Linked DNA regions of Zea mays: regions 2 and 3 are each linked to region 1. A link is a contact called in public Hi-C data. All regions are on one chromosome and are shown on one strand. Each heading gives the region's core, a stretch centred on a gene start, on an enhancer-like site or on the middle of the called end of the contact. The rest is flanking DNA. Distances are from core to core; before and after follow the strand shown.

What was found. A called contact is a pair of places that touch in the nucleus more often than the background predicts.
Region 2: a contact with region 1 is called in a Hi-C map of ear, with 2.0 times the contacts expected there. The contact joins the promoter of LOC100284093 here to the promoter of LOC100281966 in region 1. A contact is called at or near these places in 2 of 25 Hi-C or Micro-C datasets (ear and leaf).
Region 3: a contact with region 1 is called in a Hi-C map of tassel, with 2.5 times the contacts expected there. The contact joins the promoter of mbd109 here to the promoter of LOC100281966 in region 1. A contact is called at or near these places in 4 of 25 Hi-C or Micro-C datasets (leaf and tassel).

Annotation. Positions count from the first base shown.
Region 1 is chr5:17,166,585-17,170,321 of Zm-B73-REFERENCE-NAM-5.0, forward strand. It overlaps LOC100281966 (expp1 protein), which reads left to right and starts at 2,022. Exons shown (of 3, transcript NM_001154883.2): 1 at 2,022-2,478. The coding sequence starts at 2,161.
Region 2 is chr5:16,933,216-16,936,952 of Zm-B73-REFERENCE-NAM-5.0, forward strand. It overlaps LOC100284093, which reads right to left and starts at 1,784. Exons shown (of 9, transcript NM_001156991.2): 1 at 1,476-1,784; 2 at 1,314-1,374; 3 at 1,084-1,216; 4 at 342-465. The coding sequence starts at 1,742.
Region 3 is chr5:17,036,462-17,040,198 of Zm-B73-REFERENCE-NAM-5.0, forward strand. It overlaps mbd109 (methyl binding domain 109), which reads left to right and starts at 2,170. Exons shown (of 3, transcript NM_001112051.1): 1 at 2,170-2,372. The coding sequence starts at 2,259.

The sequences.
Region 1 (3,737 bases), core at 772-3,271:
TATGACGACGGCGGCCCCCAGCTCTCTTACGGAAGCAGGACAACGTCAGCAGGGACTCGACCGCTCCAACAGCTGTCCCTCCATCAGGCTCCGCCGCACCTCCGACAGCCACGACATCACGCCAGCAGGGTGCCCAGATCTCTCCGGCTGCCACATTGGCATGTACCTAGGGCGCTAGCTCTCCCTCCGCTAGACACGTAGCACTCTGCTACATCCCCATTGTACACCTGGATCCTCTCCTTACGACTATAAAAGGAAGGACCAGGGCCTTCTCAGAGAAGGTTGGCCGCGTGGGACCGAGGACGGGACAGGCGCTCTCTTGGGGCCGCTCGCTTCCCTCACCCGCGTGGACGCTTGTAACCCCCCTACTGCAAGCGCACCTGACCTGGGCGCGGGACGAACACGAAGGCCGCGGGACTTCCACCTCTCTCACGCTCGGCTCCGGCCACCTCGCCTCTCCCCCCTCCGCGCTCGCCCACGCGCTCGACCCATCTGGGCTGGGGCACGCAGCACACTCACTCGTCGGCTTAGGGACCCCCTGTCTCGAAACGCCGACAGCCTCCAAATTATCTTTAGAGCTTGTTTTGGCACGGCTCCTCTCAAGTGCCTTTTTATAGGAGTCGAAGCACTTGAAAAGGAACCACTTCTCACGGTTCATTTTTTTACATCAAATGACTTCGTCTCCTCTAACACAAAATGGCTTCTTCTAAAGTGTTGTATTTCTCATTTGCAGGTCAGAATTGTGCCAAACATGTACTAAAAACCCTTATTTGATAGATATCCTCCATTTAAGGGCTTCTCCACAGGAGCGAAAGCCATTTTTGACTAGCCTTTAAAATAACTCCAATTCCTTCTTTTTTATTGAAAAATAGCTTTAGATAGCTTTTCTTACGTCCCATATTAGCCCATAAGTTGCTGGTGAGAACTGTGCCAAACATGTCCTAAAAGACCTTATTTAATAGAGATCATCCATTTAAGGGCTTCTCCACGGGTAGGGCTGGCAAAAAAACCGTAACCCGTAACCTGAACCCAGAATACCCGAACCCGAAATACCTAAAACCCGAATTTCATTCCGGAATTCCGTGTAGCAACTTGCAAACCCCGAATTTATATCAGTTATTATAATCGGGTACCCGAAATATCCGAACTTTCATGTGTCATGTGCTCATGTCATTCTTAATTATTAATTTATGCATCTATAATTATATGTAAGTATGTATGACCTGTGATTGTAGATTGCTTGTGTTTTTTATGCCCATGTATATTATTATTCAAACTGTATTTTTATATTAATTTAATAAGGTGCATGTGTTTTTATGAAACTAGCCTAACAGTTCGGGTAGTTCGGAAATATCCGAACCCGACCCCAAAATTCTGGGCACCCGATTTTTTTGGGTATTGTAAAACTCGTTGTAATTTCGGGTATCGATTCTCAAAACCCGAAATTTAAAATACCCGAGTTACCCGACCCGAAATTTTCGGGTAACCCGAACGCCCACCTCTATCCATGGGCGAAAGCCATTTTGGATGAGCCTCCAAAATAGCTCCAATTCCTTCTTTTTTATTAAAAATAATTTTAGATAACTTCTCTTACAACCCATCTTGGCCCACAATTTGTAGGTTAGAACCGTGCCGAACATGTCCTAAAAGACCGTATTTGATAGAGATCCTCCATTTAAGGGCTAGGAGTGAAAAACCATTTGGACGAGCCTCAAAAATAGCTCTAATTCCTTCTTCTTTTTATTGGAAAATATCTTTAGATAGCTTCTCTTACATCCCCGTCTTGACCCACAATTTACAGATCAGAACCGTGCCAAACATGTCCTAAAAGACCTTATTTGATAGAGATCCTTCATTTAAGGGCTTCTCCTGGAAGCCATTTTGGATGATCCTCCAAAATAGCTCTAATTCCTTTTTCCTTTTTATTGAAAAATGGCTTTAGATAGCCCGTCTTGGCCCATAGAGACGCTCAAAGGCCCATCGCTCAACCGAAAGTGATGGCCCACCGCTTTCACCTAGTCACCTTTCTCCCTCACACCCACCTCTACCGCTGTCGCTCACGAGCTCTCCGCTCAACAGAAACGGCGGTGGTTACTGGAAGCCAGCTTGGCCGGTTCGGTTGCCACCAACGCGCCCCGCAAAATCTCGTCGCCGACCGCCATGGCAGCCGCCGACGCGTCGCGTACGCTGCTTGCTGCAGTATCTCTCGCCTTAGCTGCCTGCTGCCTCGCGCAGCTGGCGGCGGGGGATACGAACGGCGTCTACGAGCCGTGCAGCGACGGACGGATCCAGCGCGGGGACGGCTTCACCTTCGGGGTCGTCTTCGCGGGATACAACGCCTTCTTTTCCGGCAACACACAGCTCTCCCCCTGCGACCGCCGCCTCAACCTCGCTGCCTCCGGGCAGCTCGCCGTCTTCCGCCCCAAGGTCGATGAGATCTCTCTCCTCACCATCAACACCACCACTGGATTCAACCCAGTAAGCGATCCTGGTCTTCTTGTTTTCTTTGGGGTTCTGCTTTCTTCTTTGGAGTCAATAAGTTTGGGTCGGATCTGAATTCCGGCGGAGCATGCACTCTGTGTTCTTGTGGAAATGTGTAAGTAGGTGGAGGTCAGTTACCACGCCCGAGGTAGGATCGATTAGCATTTATTTATTGTTCTAACAGGAAGTAGAGCTGTTTAGCATGATCCTGGTGCTTTCTGTAGAAACTGTTAATCTGCTTAATGCGACCTTGAAGTAACAGAGTTGGTGAGTTGCTGCTCGGTTGTTTCATTCAATGCAAAATTTTGATCCATTACTCCAGTAGTAGTGAATGGCTAATAGGATCAAAGGATTAGTTTTATGTTGTTGGGAGATCGTGTTGTATTTGGTGTAACTTGTAGATATCGTAGTGCATGGTCCTGATCTTAGAAGTATTCAATGAATTGCATTATATCAATATGCTTAGCATCGTCTGTAACTTGTGATTTGATTTTGTTTAAGATCTTTTTGGCATAAAATGGAAGGTACACTGCCATTCATTAAGTAGCAAGAAATAATCTATTTCAGGAAGTCTTGTACAATGAGGTCCAAAGTAAGCGACTCTTATTGTGAAACAACAAATGCTAAGAAAAGTAAAAACCAGGTAAAAGAGTGAAACCCCGAAATAATGAAGTAACATGTGATATTGAACTGAAACCAAACTCCCTCTTTCTTTATCTGGTGAAAATTCTTTATCTGCTCCTAGTTTTACAAGAACTCGTTTTACTTGTATGGTGAGAAAATATAAGCACAAGATACTTTAAGTGTTATAAATAAATGCGACACAAATAGGATCAATCACAGAGTAGACACGGATTTAACGTGGAAAACCCCTCCAAAGTGAAGGGGAAAAAAAAAACCACGGGCGCCGGCCGGCAACTTCTCACTATTTTTGGGTGGTTACAGATCGCAGGAGATTTACAAATAGAGATGGATATCTCCTGCGGCTTACAAAGATATTTATAGAGGTGAAACCCTAAAACGATCCGTACCGGCGACGGGCCTCCGCTTCGCTCGCCAACTTGGCCGCCTTCTTCAGAATTTGGATCACAAACTCAACATTAAGACTTTAATGAGTCTTAACCTTTTGCACCTGAGATCCATTTTCAGCATGCATAGATCCTTGGAGAAACCGAGTGTGTTTTAAAAATTTCTGTTTGCTCTTCAATCTCCATAGTTTTCCAAGGATAAATGCAAGTGCTGTGAGTGTGAAAGCA
Region 2 (3,737 bases), core at 534-3,033, 230 kb before region 1:
CTAAAAAAACTTCACAAATGAGAGCACCACAAATTTGCAGGCTTTCAGTTTGACAAACTGTTAAGGAAAAAAAACAGAAAGCGAAATCATGCTAAAAGGAAAAGGGTAGCACAGAAGTAAAACATGCATAGGGTGGCATCAAAAGAAAATAAGGGAGAAACATAGAAGATAAAGCATGTTTCGAACTTTTTATGAAGCAGCTTAACCGTCAGTTCTTTTACTTAAAGTGACATAGTAAAGTTATTACTGATCTTAATCCATACTGAACACAAAAGGGTATCTAGGCATGTCCCAAAAAAGTTCCTAAATATTGTGTTAGCTAGAGAAGGTTTTGATAAAACCTCCAAGTACTCAAAGAGCTCCACCACACCCTCTCTGAAAGCAATTGCGGCATCAGAGACAGATTTTGTGATAGCTTCGTATGTAAGACCGCCTTCAATAAGAAGACCATGAGTCTTCTCCCACCTGTAGCACACAACAACTTCAATTGTAAGTGATTCAGCTCCTGCTGTTGAAAATATATAGAGTTGATGACTTCATGTTGCATTAAAACTTTAAGCCAAATGGTAGACAACTGATGAAGCTTGTCAGAGAACAAATAGTTTGAAGAATTCAGTTTTCAGTTCTGCGGTAAATGTTTTCACATTCAGGTACCATGGTATACAAGAAAGCATGTACTACGTTTTGTTCAGCTGCTACAACAAACAGGATCCCAAATTATCAGAAATGAAAATATATATGGTAATACTAGAACTATGTGGAAAGTGGGTTACAACACAGTTAGACATTAAATCAATAATGATCAGTCAAGATTCACCATGACTAGACAGCTCTTCTGCATTTAGCAATCTTATATCTATGTTACTGGATCCAGAGTCAAGCACTATGCATTTTAAGTATGCTTCAGCCACGCCAACTTCACAGATTCTACCAATACAATTCCAGCAACGGGGTGACATTTTAGTATCCATATAAGAAGAATGAACACTGTGAGAGCACACTTCACTCACTGCACCAACAATCTACATGCCAGCTAAAATCAATAAGAAGATATTCATTTATTGTGAATTACGAACGTAGTACCATTCTTCCATGAGCTTGGCCTTCTCCGAGAGTGGGATGTCGGGGCAGATCTCGATGGGGTGGTAGTGCTGATACAACGCTTCTCTCTTGGCGTCGTACTCCTCGTTCCCTTGCCTAAGCAGTCCATGGCTACCTAGCATCCACACAGAGACACAAATAAACCTCTCGATACATCCAAAACCTTAAATACTAGGACCTCCAAAACTTGTGTAGCAGAAGCGAAAACGTACTCTGCCCGCGGGCGCCGTCGTACCAGTACCGCGTGAGCGTGCCATCGAAGTCGGCGATAACCTGAGCAAATGGCAATCCTAGTTAGGATTCCCGGACCCCGGATTCCACGTACCAAGGAAGCCAAAAGTCAAACGATATTTAAGAACGGAAGGGGTGCCTGCCTGGAGTTTGGTGGGTCCGGCGGCACGGATGTCTGCGATTTTGCGGGCAAGAGTAGTGGGGTCGGCGACGACGGAGTGGGGGGCGGTGTTGGAAGCGGAGGACATGGCAGCGGGGAGGAGGAGCGGGAGGCGGTCGCGGGAAGTACAAGTAGGTGCCCGCCCGGTGGTAGGGTTCCGGCGGCGAGGGGCGCGCGAGAGGTGGAGGAGGCGGAGGAGAAGAGGGAACGGGGACGGTGAGAGCAGGGGCGGGTTCGTCATGGGCCGCATTTCTGAATGGTGGGCCGGAGTTCGGTCGGTGGACCCAGTCATTTAGGCCCTGGCAAGATTGTCGTTTTACGGGTTTGGACAGCAGCCCAAATGATTCTTGCAAGGTTCATTTGCAGAAAAAGTGATGCAGTTTGAAGAAAAAGACACGTTATAACAGCCCGATTGGCGGCTGAAGTCCTATGTTCGATTTTTCAGGAATGTTGTAGAATTTAACTGTTTTACGCTTTTATTAACGGAGGAGGTTCTTATTGATAGCAAAGCTTTCCAGCTGACTAAGGCATGTTAGACTTTTTAGTTCGCTGCCTAATTTGTCACACTTTATTTAATTTTTCTATCTAAGGTTATTTCTCCAATTCGAGCGATTAATATTAGGCAAAGTGTAACGCGGTTAGCTACGAACCAAACATGTCTTTAAGAAGAGCTAAATAAATTGTCAAATAGCTCAACTCCTAAATTATTAACTGGGTTAACTCCATGAAGTTTATGTAGTTGTAGTTTAAATTTGGGGTGGTTCCCTCTACCATTGGAAAATATACCCATTCTTTGTGTATCACTAGCCCCACATGTTATACACACACAAAAAATACCAATATGCCACTTAATGGCACACAAGGAATAAATATAAAATCCGATAGCATACAGAATGATTTTTTTTAAAAAATCATAGTACATTTTTGCTATTTCGAAATCTCTTATGACCAATCTAGATATGGAGTTGAATAATTTATCACTAGTGTCTGTGGTAACAAAAATAATGTTTTGCTTTTGTCCCTCCCCTAAGCAAAACCTTCCTTCGTGTGTGTTTCCTTAATTTCCAATACCTTGGTATTGGTCGTCGCCGCCACGAGCAGGGTGAAGGACGCCTCAGAAGTGGAGGGCGGCTAGGCCCCTATCTTTGAAAGGGAAATATGCTCTTGGGCCATTTCTATAAGTATTTTGGGTCCGAGTTCAAGAATCTACAAGTTGAAGAATTTATTGAGGAGGAAGGCATCAAGCACGAGTTCTCAGCTCCCTACACACCACAGCAAAACGGTGTGGTAGAGAGGAAGAACAGGACGTTTATCGATATGGCGAGAACGATGCTTGGAGAGTTCAAGACACCCGAGCAGTTTTGGTCAGAAGCTGTGAACACAACCTTCCATGCCATAAAACGGCTCTATCTGCATCGCCTCCTCAAGAAGACCTCCTACGAACTCCTTACCGGTAACAAACCCAATGTCTCTTACTTTCGTGTATTTGGGAGCAAATGCTACATTCTGGTGAAGTAGACATTCTAAATTTGCTCCCAAGGCTGTAGAAGGGTTTTTACTAGGGTATGACTCAAATACAAAGGCGTATAGGGTCTTCAACAAATCATCAGGATTAGTTGAAGTCTCTAGCGACGTTGTATTTGATGAGACTAATGGCTCTCCAAGAGAGCAAGTTGATCTTGATGATATAGACGAAGATGAAGTTCCAACGGTCGCAATGCGCATGATGGCGATAGGTGATGTGCGACCACAGGAACTACAGGAACAAGATCAGCCTTCTTCCTCGACGCTGGTGCATCCCCCAACTCAAGATGATGGATAGGTACCTCAAGAAGAGGAGCATGATCAAGGGGAGCACAAGAAGAACATGTTATGGAGGAAGAAGCACCACGGGTCCCTCCAAATCAAGTCCGAGCGACGATCCAAAGAAATCACCCCGTGGATCAAATTCTGGGTGATATCAGCAAGGGAGTAATGACTCGCTCACGTTTAACTAATTTTTGTGAGCATTACTCGTTTGTCTCTTCTATTGAGCCTTTCAGGGTAGAAGAGGCCTTGTAGGATCCGGACTGGGTGTTGGCCATGCAGGAAGAGCTCAACAACTTCAAAAGAAATGAAGTCTGGAGTCTGGTGCCACGTCCAAAGCAAAACATTGTGGGCACCAAGTGGGTGTTCCGCAACAAGCAAGACGAGCACGGGGTGGTGACGAGAAACAAGGCTCGACTTGTGGCAAAAGGTTATGCCC
Region 3 (3,737 bases), core at 920-3,419, 130 kb before region 1:
GAACTGATGTAAACTTCCATACTAGATCTTCTTTAAACAAAATATCTAGTAAACTAGATTTACTATTCTACGATTTATAACTGTAAACAAAATATACTAGGTCTTCGTCCGCGCCCTTGTAATAGGCTATTTTGCAATTAAATACAAAGGTGTATATTTTGGAAAACATTGTTACCATAGATCCTTAAAAATTAATAGGGGAAGATCTAGTATTCCATCGGACTCCTAATCTAATTCACGGACTCCTATCCTAATCCTAGCTATCTCACTTTAGCGCCATATGAGAATCTATAAGTTTAGATCATTTTTAATAACTATCTTATTTAAATAAGATCTATCTATATGATACACATAAACAGTAGCAATGCATAAATAATTAACTAGTAGATTTTATTATATATGTCTATATATACTAATATATAGTAAAAATCAACATATTTTATATTATAAAATAAAGAGATTTAAAATTTAGTCTTAAACATACTTATGATCATCCCGTTCCTATTGGCTACCGTAGGTCCGTGGCGCAACCTTCGATTTGTCTTTCCCGAGCCACGTGTTCCTCCCAGATCCCACGTAACCCTCCGATCGCAGCACGTGCCCAGCGACCGATCTAGGGATGGCAATGGGTCGGGTTCAGATCAGGTATGGTAAATATCCGCCCGCGACAATACCCGTGGGTATTGCTCATACCCGCCCGCGACTATACCCGCGGGTAGGATTTTGTACCCGTGCCCGTACCCATCGGGTATCGGGCGGGTATCGGATATCCGCGAGTATAATTACACTCCACACAAAAAAAACACATGGTTGACAAATGACAAGGTAGAACAAAAAACAAGACATAATAAATCTGATTACTGTTAGAGAAGCAAGCTATATGAGTACATAGCGTTTACACTTGAACCAAACTTCAAAGTATTCAATTCAACAAAACAACAAGAGACGAACTTGGACTGTTGGGCAATCAACTACTCATGAATTACCAAGAATATCACAAATTACAAACAACTAATAAGAAAGGAATTAGTACGTAATAAAAACCTTTCAACAATTAATATACTAAAGAAGTTCGTCTGACTAGTAAGTAATTGCTGACAGCACCCAACCGCCTAGCTAGACCTAATATATAGCAAGCTAGCAAGATATATGGTAGCCAAGGATAACAGAAATATGTCTCTCTATGACATCAGCAAGCGATTATTTTATGTTCCACTAGTTGATTTTGGGTACCATACACGCTGTATTAATTAAAATAAAAATTTTAACATCGGAGAGAACTTCAAGTAGTAAAAAGATAAAAAATGCATCTGGTTAAAATGAATGGACTTAAGCCCACCGTCATCTCTGTTGTTAGATCTGCCGCATGTACACCATTAGGCCGGTTCTGGTGAATAAAGATGGACCATCGGGTCGATTTCTGGTGAACTCAAAATACATGTATTTTTAATTTCGGATATCCGCCAGGACCCGCGGGTAAAAGATGAAACCCGTACCCGACCCGATTTTATCACGGGTCGGGTACGGGTGAGACCCGCGGGTTAAATTTCATACTCGAACCCGAATCCGACAGGTCGGATATCCGTGGATATCCGAACCCGCGGGTAAAATTGCCATCTCTAAACCGATCTGCTGATCTGCAGCTACTGTAGCTCTATCCGAACTCAACCAGTCGAAACTCGCCACGCTTCCACCGCTTGCGAGCCCTGCCTCCCAAGTCCCACCGTCCCACTCCCACAGTCCCACGCTTGGGGCTTCCAAGGTCCAAACGTGCCCCACTTGTGAACGTTCTCTGCGCTCCGGCGGGTAGCGTATCGTACCTTCACTCCGCGCACAGCGCCTATCGCACCGCCTATCGCACAACAGCGGACCGGGCTCGTGGAATGCAATACAGTTTTCTGCCACCTTCTCGGTCCCGCCGTTTGCGCCCCGCGGCCGCCCGAGAGCGTCTCCTGCACCCGGTCCACAATACCTACACTCTCGACCCCCCGCACGTATCTGCCGACACGCTCTCACGAGTACATCCACCGGGTCTATGTGCGCGCGCTCAGTCGCTCACGCCGTCTGCGTGCCCGAGACAGTTGGGGGCGCAGCGCAGGCGGCAGGCGGCAGACCACCAGGAGGGCCGTTATTTCTGCCGTCCCCCGCCCCGCGGCCCCCGTTGCAAGTCCAACCCGTTCCCCCCCAATTCAGCACCAGCCTTTGCGCATCGCGACAGCGATATCGGGAAGAGGAAACTCGAAAGCCCGGCGAGCGGTATGGCAACCCGCGAGGAGCACGTGGCGGCGCCGGCGCCGGCGGTCGAGGAGACGCCGGAGAAGAAGCAGGCCAGCACAACCGAGCTCCCCGCACCCTCAGGCTGGACGAAGAAGGTTCGCCCTTACTGCCCGCTTGGCCGTCCCCTTTCAATTTCCTCGCACGCTCCTCCCTGCACGCCGTTTGCTTCGGTCCCGAGGGCTGCGGGGGCCTGCTAGCGTTCGGATCCGGGGGGTTCGGGCTCCGTCTCTGCGAATTCCGCTGCTGTTCTCCGTAACCGAGCGGTCGGGGGGCTGTGGCGTCGGGTTCTAGGGTTTCCGAGCTCGATTGAGTCGTGTCGTTCGTGAGGGCGTGCGTTTGTAATTTTGCTTGGTCTTAAGTCCATGCGAGCATGGCTATAAGGTTTAGGAGCTTGATTTGAGCTCGCTGTTCGTGCTCGCGATTGACTTGCAACATCCGAGTCCAACAGCGATGGAGCCTGAAAAAATTAGGACCAAACCGTTACAGTAACAAAATCTCACTAAAAACTCACAGTAGACGAATATAATTGTTTAAAGTAGTTCTATATTGAGACGTCCATGAACAATGAAAATCATGAATACATAATAAGAAATATAAGATTTAACTTTATAGGGAGCTCTATGGGCTCGTGAGCGGTATGGGGCTCGAGCTGCCCCACCGGACCGCGATGTGGGAGTGAGTATTGTGGACTTCACTTTTATAGCTCTCCCTATTGCAACATCCAAGTCATTTCTGTAAACCTATTAGGGCCTACAGTCCGTTGGGTTCAGTTTACCCGGGGATGATACGTTTATCGTATAAGCAAGTTTCGACTTTAGACCTCTCGATAGTGTGTTTTGGCTCTTATTTGGTCCTTGCTAAGCAGTATGGGTGGATCCTAACATGGTTAGCCATCGTTGTGCAATCTATTTTATCTCTTGTCGTGTCTCACCTGCACCTGTGACCCAGTAACACTGAACTTGACTAGACTATACCCAATCAATCATGAGTTCTTATTGTCTTAGCAACATCTTAAAGTTATTTTGGCATCTCCTATCTTGATTTTGGCATATTTGGTTATATTATATGATTTTTGGCTTATTTGGTTATATTGTGCAACTTCATTGAAGTTGTCTTTAGCTGACCTGTGTGGAAGCTTGATGCAGAATTGTTGAGTGCGGTGCAGCTAGCCTACTAAGCATGTTCTTTATTTGATTTTGTATACACTATGAAATGAAACGAAAAATAAGCATAATATGGAGAGTCTAGATCTTTCACTTGGTTTTATAATGTTGATAGTACAGATAAGCTCCTGGGAACATCTGGGCATATTGTTTTCACATTTTATTCCATGAACTGAAATACAAGCCTTTCAAGACCCATTAGGCAGACACTTGACATTAATTGCTTAATAGGGTACTAGCATATGAAGAGTTCAGATAGGCAATGAACATATTTATCACGTTGTTGTAAATGCATCA